2 separate regions of the Sus scrofa genome follow, and region 2 is linked to region 1. Evidence: chromatin contacts called from public HiChIP or PLAC-seq data. All regions are on one chromosome and are shown on one strand. Each heading gives the region's core, a stretch centred on a gene start, on an enhancer-like site or on the middle of the called end of the contact. The rest is flanking DNA. Distances are from core to core; before and after follow the strand shown. Region 1 holds the start of TBP (TATA-box-binding protein). Region 2 holds the start of FAM120B (constitutive coactivator of peroxisome proliferator-activated receptor gamma).

The links. HiChIP or PLAC-seq counts read pairs in DNA pulled down with a chosen protein or histone mark.
Region 2: a contact with region 1 is called in an H3K27ac HiChIP or PLAC-seq map of alveolar macrophages. The contact joins the promoter of FAM120B here to the promoter of TBP in region 1. A contact is called at or near these places in 2 of 47 Hi-C or Micro-C datasets (blood and fetal skeletal muscle) and 2 of 2 datasets of contacts at active chromatin or transcription factors (alveolar macrophages and skeletal muscle).

Annotation. Positions count from the first base shown.
Region 1 is chr1:20,830-25,978 of Sscrofa11.1, forward strand. TBP (TATA-box-binding protein) reads right to left here and starts at 2,846. Exons shown (of 5, transcript XM_021085495.1): 1 at 2,623-2,846. It overlaps PSMB1 (proteasome subunit beta 1), which reads left to right and starts at 2,998. Exons shown (of 6, transcript NM_001244353.1): 1 at 2,998-3,136. The coding sequence starts at 3,024.
Region 2 is chr1:184,766-189,914 of Sscrofa11.1, forward strand. It overlaps FAM120B (constitutive coactivator of peroxisome proliferator-activated receptor gamma), which reads right to left and starts at 2,018. Exons shown (of 9, transcript XM_021085513.1): 1 at 1,928-2,018.

The sequences.
Region 1 (5,149 bases), core at 1,596-4,095:
AGTAGGAATTTACAAATCAGCGCTTCAGGCAGAAGAAAGATCAACCACAAAGACAAAAATTGAAAGAGCATGCAGTTTGCAAGCAATGAATGAACTTAACATCACAGTATGGAACGTTCTGTGGGAATGAAACCACAAATATAAGTGGGGTCATGCCATCAGGAGTTTAAGTCATTATTACATAAGCAATATGAGCAGTGACAAGGTTTTGAAGTGCACTATGAGTAGATTTGCTTTGGCAAGAGTGTGGATGCATTCCAAGAGATAAAACTGGAGGCTGGAAGATGGGCTTAAGAGTCGCTGCTACAGTTGAGAGAAGACATAATGAGGGCAGAATTTAAACCACTCATTGATATGACCACAGATTTACCCAGAAATTGGTGGCTACATACTCCTTTTTGCAAACTAAGTCTACAGAAGAAATCTGAGGAATTAGTTTGAGGCCTAATGTTACTGTTGTTGCAAGCTCATCTCTCACTCCCAGTGATGACACTGACCATCTTTCCTCACCTGTATCATTAAGGCCGCACAGTTATTACTGCACTAACTTGTCCTTAGAAAAGACGATTGTTAGCACAATGTATGTCCTTTTGGTAGCTGAAGTATCAAACTTGGTATTAATTCTGCATGGCCTCCTAGTGCCTACACAACTCAATAGAGCATGATCTTTTCAAAGACGCATACCTAGAGTTTTCAATTAGAAAAACACGCTGTCCAGGGCCTAGACAGGGAGGCCTTGTCAATAAAGTGGTGTGCATTTATATCTTACGCTCTACGGTACCTGAACTCTCCCGCCTCTAATAGGACGTTAACAAGTCTCCAGCGAAACTTTATCATAAAACCACCCCCGCTGGTAGCAAAACAGATGGGCACAGGCCAGGGTGAATCTGCCTTCCAATATCGAGAAGAGAAACAGCAGGACATAAAGACATTGGGTCTTGGATGCGCAGGACTGGCCTGACCATGCCCCTCCTGGCACCCCCGTACCCCACACTCGTACAATGGGAAGCCGCTTTCGAGCCACAGCAGAGGAGGGAACCGAGCGGGATGCGCGGCCGGTACAGGCCGGAGCTGCGGCAGCACGAGCGGGAGGAACGGCCTCCGCGCGGCCTCCCCATACACTCCGCGCCTCTTCCCGCTATGGACCCGGGGCCTCGATGCAGTAGTCGCTTCTGCAGGAATCCTCAGGGAAGAGAAAAGCTAAAAGGGCTGTTACCTGGAGTCACTGCACAGACTACTACCGGCAGGCGAAAAAGAAGTTAACCTGCAGGAAGCCCAGGCGCCCGCCACGGCGACCCTTCCCGACCCTACAGAACTCCTGGCGCGCGTTGACAACGTCACTTCCGCCAGTTCACCTCTCAGCTTCCGCGAGTTGCCCACGCTAGAGCGGCGGCCATGGGAAGTGTGGGCATTGCGTCACTTCCTATGTTTCCCTGGTACTCGGCTGAAGGGAAACATGGGGTGGGGCGGAGTCCTTCGCGCTTCCGGCGAGGCCACCCCGCCAGGGCCTTTTCTGATTGGTAATCTAAGCAAGATATTGATATTTAAATGCTGACCGTTCAAACTGACTAGCGGAGTGACGTTTAGCAAGTTATCAGGTCTCTCTGCCTCAGTTTCTTCGTTGTAGGTTGGAGTAATAATAGCACTAGTCTTCGAAGGACATTGTGAGATAGATTAAGGAAATGTATGAACTGTGCCTGGCACACGTTAAGCATGTTAGCTATTCTCAAACATGTAGAATGATAAGAAAAACAAAAACAGACAGCCTGGTTTACAGACTCGATTATATTTTAATTCTTCTGCTACCGTCTAATGCAGTCTTTTCACAGTAGTTGGGCCCCAGAGTCCCTCTCCTGTGGATCATTTAGGCATGATCACATTTTGTAATGCTTGTTAATTTGCTTCCTTTGTATTTCATATAACCAGTGAGGTTGTGAGCTCCTTAATGATAGGAAATGCTGTATAGATATTTTTGTATCCAGGATGGTGCCTGAATAAATACTTCTCTCTCCATAACTATCAAAGAAAATCTTTTGCTTTACCCTTTGTTTAAAGTTTTAATTTAAAAACTTAGGTTTCAAAAATCTTTTCTGCTTCCAGAATTGTGTATATCAGGTAATCAATCGATATTAGCCAATTGCTTGCTTGCCTTTTTTAAATAACATTTTTAAGCTGTAAAATATAATAAGACGTACATAAACACATATAGAGATTAAAAGATAGTATTAAATCAAATAAAGAAACCCAGTATTGCCAGCACCAGAACCCTCACCTATACCCAGCCAAACAGGCCCTTCCTTCTCACTGTGTACTCCTAAGGTATATAGTAGGCACTCTTTTGCTCAACGTTTTAAGACTCATCCATGTTGATGTGCCTTCCCTCTAGCTGGCAGTCTGTTATTTTTTTTTTTACGCTGTGTCACATCCCTTTGATGGCTATGGAGAGAAATATTGTATTTATTCAGGTATTGTCCTGGATACAAAACTATCTACAAAACATTCGCGAAAAAAACATCAGTTGTTTTATTCATTCTGCAGTATGTGGACATTTGGATCGTTGCCAGTTCTGGGTCATTAAGAACAAGACTTATCCTTACACATCTTTCTGGCTAGGGTACGTACCTCGGCGTAGAACTGCTGGGTCATAAGGTGTGCTTATTTTCAACCATGTCAAGGTATGCCAATCTCTTTTCGAGCTATGGCTGTACCAACTTACATTCCCATAGAGTCTTCGAGTTTCCACTGTTCCATAGTTTTGCCAATTTCTTTGTAAGGTCAGATTTTAAAATTTTTATCCATGATTTCGAATGTTTAGTTAGGAGAGACAACCCTCCCCTCTCCGTCAGCTCTCTCGGAAGAGCAGGCTCAGGCTGAGAAGCGGAAGGGGACGGCTCTGGCTTCCAGGAGCGACGACCGACCGGCGGGAGATAGAGCGGCCGGAGGCAGCGCCACGGAAGCCGGAAGTGGCCCGACTTCCGGTCGGCCGCCATCTCGCCGTGAGACAGCAGGAGCTGAGCGGCGCGATGTTGTCTTCGGTAGCAGCGTACTCTGTCCCCGGCAGAGACTTGGCCATGGATCCTCATAGCGCCGCGGGTCCTTCGCAGCTGCGCTTTTCGCCCTACGCTTTCAATGGAGGGTAAAGCCCAGGGAGCCGACACTTTCTCTTTCGCCCCCCTCGCCCCCATGTCGCTAAGCCCGTTGGCGCGGCTGCCAAATCTTGCCCCGCCACCTCCTCTCCGTGTTTGCTCAATTCGTCTTGTTCTTCACAGCTTCCCTTTACAGGCTGGAAACTGGGTCTTGAATGTGGACAGCCAGGTGTTTGTAGTCTGCTCTTTGCGGAAGTGAGACAGTAGATAGGAATTGAGATCTGGCCCTCTGTTCTGCAAGAGCTTTAAAAATGGATCTTATCTCTCCTTACTGTCTGAGCATGTATCTCGCGCTAGGAGATGAGGGGCGGATTGAGCATCTGAGATTGAAGAGTTATGGTTGATTAACAGTGTCCTTAGGTTTAGTTGTGTCTGTAGCTAAAAGGGCTGATCAAACAACATCATTTTCTGTTATTTTAAATGACAGAAACTGGCCAGACCTAGTTTTATTGGTCAGTGCTTGTTTTTAAGGGTTTGCATAAATTCGGGGGGGGGGAGTCCTTTAAAGGTATATTCTTGCATATTGCATTCAAGTTGTCTTTCTTTTTTTAATTACCAGATTTTCTTAAATAATACTTTTCCTTGATAGTACACTAAAAGAAGTAGGTTGTGGAAAGACACTATTTAGGATTCCTAAGAGTAAAGAGCTGTATATTTAAGTAGTGTTTATAGTTTACCCATCAAACTTTGTATATTAAAACATACACACCCAATTCAAACAAACAGATGGTCTTTTAAGATAACCAGGTTAACAGTTCCTTATGGATTTGAAATTTTAATGCAGATTGTTGGGGTATGTTGCAAAGAAAGTGGAAGGCTGTGATTTTAGCATTGTTTCTGTCATGGAAGGGCAGTGTAGTCCTTGGGTACCTCTCAACTTTTTTTTTTTTTTTAAGGGCCACACCCACAGCATATGGAAGTTCCCAGGCTAGGGGTCGAATTGATTATTAACTTACCTTTAATAATGTAGACATAACTCAGTCTGTGCTCTTTTTCTTTAGTGTTTATTGCTGCTGGCTCTTGGGCAGCCTTTGCTTCTACAATATAAGACTTAGTGCTATGTCTTTTTCTATTCTGACTAAATGTGGTTAAATGCCAAGTGATTAGGCTCCACATTTGTCACTGAGTACTCTCACATGTCTCATTAAGAGAGGATATTCCCAAATTGGTTCTTTCAATTTTACCTTTTATCAGCCCCTCCATTCTGGCTTGTTTTTGGTTGGTTGGTTGGTTGGAGGTTTTTTCTGGCCACTGCAGTGCCAGATTTGAGTGTATCTTCAACCTCCTCTGCAGCTTGCAGCAACGCCAGATCCTTAACTCACTGAGCAGGCCAGGGATCCAGGGATCGAACCCACATCCTCCTGTATACTTGTTGAGTTCTTAACCCACTGAGCCACAATGGGAACTCCCCCTTACAACTTCTTGAACCCAGAGTTCCTTATCTTCCTTAGCTACTCCTAGCTTAAGGGGAGAATCAGAAGAGAAGCATCTCGTAAACTGAAAGCAGTTATCTTCTTCAGTCCTTATGCTGACTGGGTGTTAGATGGTATACGCCTCCGTTTTCAGAATGAACCTGGGCCCTTAGATGTTACATTTCTTTAATATGACGTCACTGATCTGGTGTGAAGTTGAACCCCAGGACTTGAATCCATAGCTCTCTTGCATTGAGTTGATGTATGCTTTTATCATTGCACTTTTATTAAATATTTTCTGTGACAATTGATGAAGAAGTTATAAAATGAGTATTGAACCCATTTCATGAGGCAGTTACAGATTCTGTATAAGACTCATAAGGTATTCAGTACTCATTACACTCTGCTCAGTTTTTAGCATCTGTAATCCTGTTACTGCCCTAAAAGTTAGTTTCTTGTGGTTTTCTGATTATTAACTTACCTTTAACAATGTAGACATAACTCAGTCTGTGCTCTTTTTCTTTAGTGTTTATTGCTGCTGGCTCTTGGGCAGCCTTTGCTTCTACAATATAAGACTTAGTGCTATGTCTT
Region 2 (5,149 bases), core at 768-3,267, 160 kb after region 1:
GAAAACAAATCAAATACATGCATGGCTGCAAAGGTTCTGCCCACTGTATTGGGTTGCCAATCTCTGACATCTCTTCCTGACCCAAAAGGAAACTAAAGCCAGGTTCCAGCAGGAACCTGAACAGCTCCATTCATTCATATTTTCTCACTAAACCTCAAGAGGAAGCACACGTAAGGAGTAGGAGGTGGAGAAGAGAAACTCTGAAGGACAAGGACACAAAACCAAGACAGCAGGATGTGACTCATGGTCAGTTCCACAGGGATCCAAGTCGTGTAGGGCTTGAAGTTTATAAAACTGGAAGTTCCTCTTTTTAAAAAGAATACAAAATTATAAACACAAGACCTCTGAGGTCCTTCCCAGTGCTTTAGAAGGGGCCAGGTAAAGTAAGGACCCTTGAGGTCTGAACATCATTAGCTTTAAATCTGCCCCATAAATGACACCAAGTCTAGGCTTGCGGAGGGGGGTTGAACCTCAGAATACTAAAAACTCTAAGTGTCCTCAGACCTCACCTACTGCAGTCTTCTCAGTTCACAGGTGGGCCAGGAGTGATTACAGATTTCCATGTCTGGAGGACGAGGTGGTTAGAAATTACACTAGCACATAAGGTGGTCAAGAAACGGTATGTGTGGAGATGAGCAGTGGGCGACCTAACACAGCCAAGTGTTTTCAATGTCTCCCTGAACACAAGCACTAAGGAATGCACAGCTGGAGTCCTGAGACAGAGGGACGGCAAGGTGAGTGTGTTTGGGGCGGCGGTGAGCAGCTGTGGCACAGCTTAGAGATAGCAGAGCCGGGGTGATGGGGAGATCAACATACAGAGAATGCGTGGTGTGAAGTCTGTGGTGGTCAGAGAGGGTAGCTCCTAACAGCATGGTCCAAACATGGTCAGCACGTAGATGGGAGGCCACGACTCAGAAATGACAGAGAACTGGAGGACAAAGCCAAGGATGACACCAGACACGGAGGAAGCACAGAGCACAGCTGCAGGCCATATTTAGGAGGTGAAAGGAGAGGAAACTGATGCTGCACATCTGCCATTCCATGTCCCTCACTCTTTGAATTATCTACTCAAATGCTCCGGCCGAAAATCTGGAAATCAATGGAAATACCACCACCTCTTTTTTCGCATCAATCTCATCTCCAAGCTCTACTACCATTTCCAGATCTTCAGTTCTGAAACTTCTCTTTCCTAAACGACTGCACACACACTCTTACCAAGTGCAGTCACCCCACCACCACCCTACACCTGCCAGACCCTTTTAACATTAGGACCCGGATCACATCACTTCCTTGCTCCCAAATCTCTTGAGCATCCTTCCATTCCTATCTCCAAGCAACATTCTTTCCGGAACACGTCAGACTGTCTCAATCCCACATGTCTTCTGTTCCCTCTGCTGGAAATCAACGGCCTCTTGCTCCTCAGCACCTCCCAACTCTTATGGGAAATTCAGCTCAACCCTCCCCCCCCATACAGAAACTTCTGGGCCCTCGTCGGCCAACTTGAACTAATCATCCTCTCAGCTCCTGGGGCGTCATCCCACCGGCCTTTCCTTCCCTGGAGAACTGGTGCTTGCTGGGTGCTGGGACCCCGGCTCAGCAAAGCTGGACGAGTGAGGGAAGGCGCCCGAGTTCGGAGACCAAGCGGAGAGATCAGAGGACGCCTCCTTAGGGGACGGCAGGAGCAGCGATGCGGCTCACTAGGTCCAGGGACCGCACGCCGACCCGGAACTGCACACCTCTCTCTGGGGAGGGGTTGGGCCAAGACGGCGCCAGAAGGCGCAGGCAGGGTGCCTGGTTGTGGGGTCGGACGGTCAGGGACACGCGGCCCAGGGACCGTGACGGCGCAGAACCGCGAGCTCGGCCAACCGCGCGGAGGCGACGGCCGAGAGCCGGTCCGGACGCGCTGGGCCCGCAGGCCCGGCCCTACCTAGAGACGCGCCAGCACAGAGATGCGCCCGCGCCGCTCTCGGCCCGCCGCAGTCGCTTCGCACTTCCGCTTCCGCTCGGGCGCTTCCGCTCGAAGGACCGCCCTGGGGCGGGGCCTGCGAGACGGACCCGGGAGGCGCCGGGTGGCGGGCGGGGGGAGGAAGGGGAGGGCCGAGATGCGCGGGCGCCGCGGCCGTCGCCGCGGAAACCTCGCGGTTCTTCCGAGGTCGGGGTCGCACCTCGCTCGGCTTCCGCAGGCTCGCCCGGCCGCGCCGGCTGGGGTCTTGACACCGCGGCTCGGCTTTAGGGCGCTCGGAGGGCGGGGCGCGCTGCTGGGAGAAGGCAGAAAGTCCCTGAGTCCCGGCCCTCGCAGGAGGCAGGCGGGCCTGAACGCGTGGGCTTCCCGGCCGAGGGACCTTGGTTAGACGATGGCCTTTTGCGTTGAGGACAGCGCTTCCCGGAGCGCGCCGACGAACACAGCAGAGCACGGCAAGCTCCAGATGAAGGGGAGCTTCTGAGCATTGCTGTGACCACGGCCCTGGAGCCCAGAGCTGTTGATGCGCAGGCTTGCGGATCTGGAACGGGGCGAGAGAGCCGAGAGCTCCGGACGAGCAGCCGCCGCAGGGGAGGAGGCGAGGACGCGAGTCACCTCGACCTCGTTTCTGCAGCTGCCTTAAGACCAGTAAAGTTCACAGTAGGCTGGGAGATAAGGCAGGCTTCCGATTATACACAGTTGCCATTCCTCTGGCCACAATGTCACCCTTTTCTCTACAACCAAAAGAACATTTTGGCAGCCAATCTAGTTTTTATTTTTTAAGTAAATAATGTTTAATGTATTAATAATGTCAAGTTACTTAAGGTACATCGGAAAACCTGTCTTTACACATGGCATACCTCAGGAGGGCTGCCGTAAGCACCAGGGGCTAGAGGCTACAATCAGGGAAGTAAGATGGTCAGATATTGTTCCTGCAGAGTCTCTTGCAGATCAAGCACTCAAAAAGCATTACCAAATTGAAGTGACACCGGATGTATGTGTGTATTAGACAGTTTGGAAAGGAATCTCTGCATTCGGCTTTCATTTCCTGTCGATTTTTTTCCCCCTAACATCAAGAAAACAGTTCTCAGCACCAAATACTTGTTGGGCACCATAGGGTCAACACCAACAAGTGTGTGAAATTGTCTCTAGTCTTCAGCACACATGTGGTTGGGGAGACAAATACCCACCTCAAAGATGAGGGAACAAGTGAAACGTAGAGTAAGTTTTATAACATGGAGGGTGAAGAAGGCAGCAAAAAGACCATGAGAGCTGAGCCTGGAAGGATGGGTAGGATCTGAGACAAGATCAGCGGAGGAACGACTTGAGAGGCAGAAGGAGCAACCTAGGAAAGAGAGTGCCAGGGTTTCAGCTGGTGTGAGGGAGCAGCCAGGGACTCCAGGCTTTAGGAGCAGAAGCCTCACTGACAGACAGCGCAGACGTGGGGCCAGATTGTGGAGGCAGAGGAGGCAGGCGGACCATAGCCCCGACCGAGTGCCTGTATGAGTCTTGCCCCTTGGCAGCACTTAGCTCTACCCCGCAGAGCTTCCAAAGAGCACTGTCTGCCTCCTTCTACACATTCACAGATGACCAAGGGTCCACGACATTTGAGGAAGTTGGGGGGGAGAAAACAGAACACTAGGAAGAGGAAAAAATGTTATGAAAAACTTTATTATCTGCAGTCTCTGAAGATAATATATCAGTGAAAGAAAAAGTTATATAAAAATATTCAGAAAATAAGAGCTCTTGAAAGTTAAAGCAATAATTTATTTACTGATTTAGTCTCTTTTTTTTTAGGGCCACACCCTCGGCATGTGCTAGATCCCAGGCTGGGGTCGAATAGGAGCTGCAGCTGCCTGCCTACACCACAGCCACAGCAACTCAGGATCCTAGCTGAGTCTGCAAACTACACCACAGCTCACGGCAACACAGGATCCTTAACCCATGAAGCAAGGCCAGGGATCGAACCTCTATCCTCATGGATCCTGATGAGTCATGACAGAAACTCCTAAAGCATTAATTTAAATTTAAAAATTGATAAAGGATAAATTTGATAAGTTCTCAGATGTTAGAACAAAAAGGGAGAAAGAGACAAAATTAAAAGATTAAGAAATTTGATGTCTGAAAAATAGTTACACGAAAGAGAACAGAAAGAGGAAAAAACTACTCAAGCAATAATCTAAGAGTTCTCAGATCTAAAAGACATGTTCTCATATGAAAAGGGTGCATTGAAAGCCCAGCACAACAAACCCATGAAGATCCATGAGGAGACACATCACCACAAAATGCCAGGACCCCAGGGATAGAGAGAGCATCCTAAAGAGTTTCCATGAGGAAGAACAGATCACCTTTAGGGATAGAAATCAGAACAGCATGGAATTCTCAACAGAATTCCGGGAAGCTAAAATTCAATGGAGCACTAAATTTCAAAATTTGGAAGAAAATTCTAACATGAAATTCTACTTCAAATCAAAATACCGGTTATAAGTGTGAGGGTAGAATGAAGATACCGTCAAATACAGGAGTTGCCATCATGGCTCAGCGGTAAGAAACCCAGCTAGAATCCATGAGGAGGTGGGTCCCATCTCTGGCCTCGCTCGGTGGGTTAAAAGGTCCACTGTTGCTATGGCTGTGGCATAGGCTAGCAGCTGCAGCTACAACTCCAATTCGACCGCTAGCCTGGGGCCACGAATGCAGCCCTAAAAAGACAAAAAAAAAGATATCTTCAGATACACAGCCCAAAAATAATATCTACCAAATACTTTATATCTGAAAGCTGCTGGAGGATATTCTCTACAATGAAGGGGTCAAGAAAAAGGAATATTTAGGACCCACACAGTAGCGAATCCAAGCGAAGAGAGCGGTCAGAAATGCCAGGATGGAAGCAAGATGCCATGCAGACCGAGGTAGGAGGCCTTCTGCAGACAAGCTTCAGGAAGAAGTCAGTCCACGGAATGCCTGATGTGTTTGAGTATTTTAAAAGGATTTCTTCAGAGTTTGGTGACAGTACATAACAGGTACAAAGAAAAGTCAATAAGCAAATAAATTAGGCAATTGTTGAATCCAGCAAAGAGAAAATGTAATTCTAGGAGTTCCCGTCGTTGCAGTGTCGCGGAAATGAATCCAACTAGGAACCCTGAGGTTGAGGGTTCAATCCCTGGCCTTGCTCAGTGGGTTAAGGATCTGGCG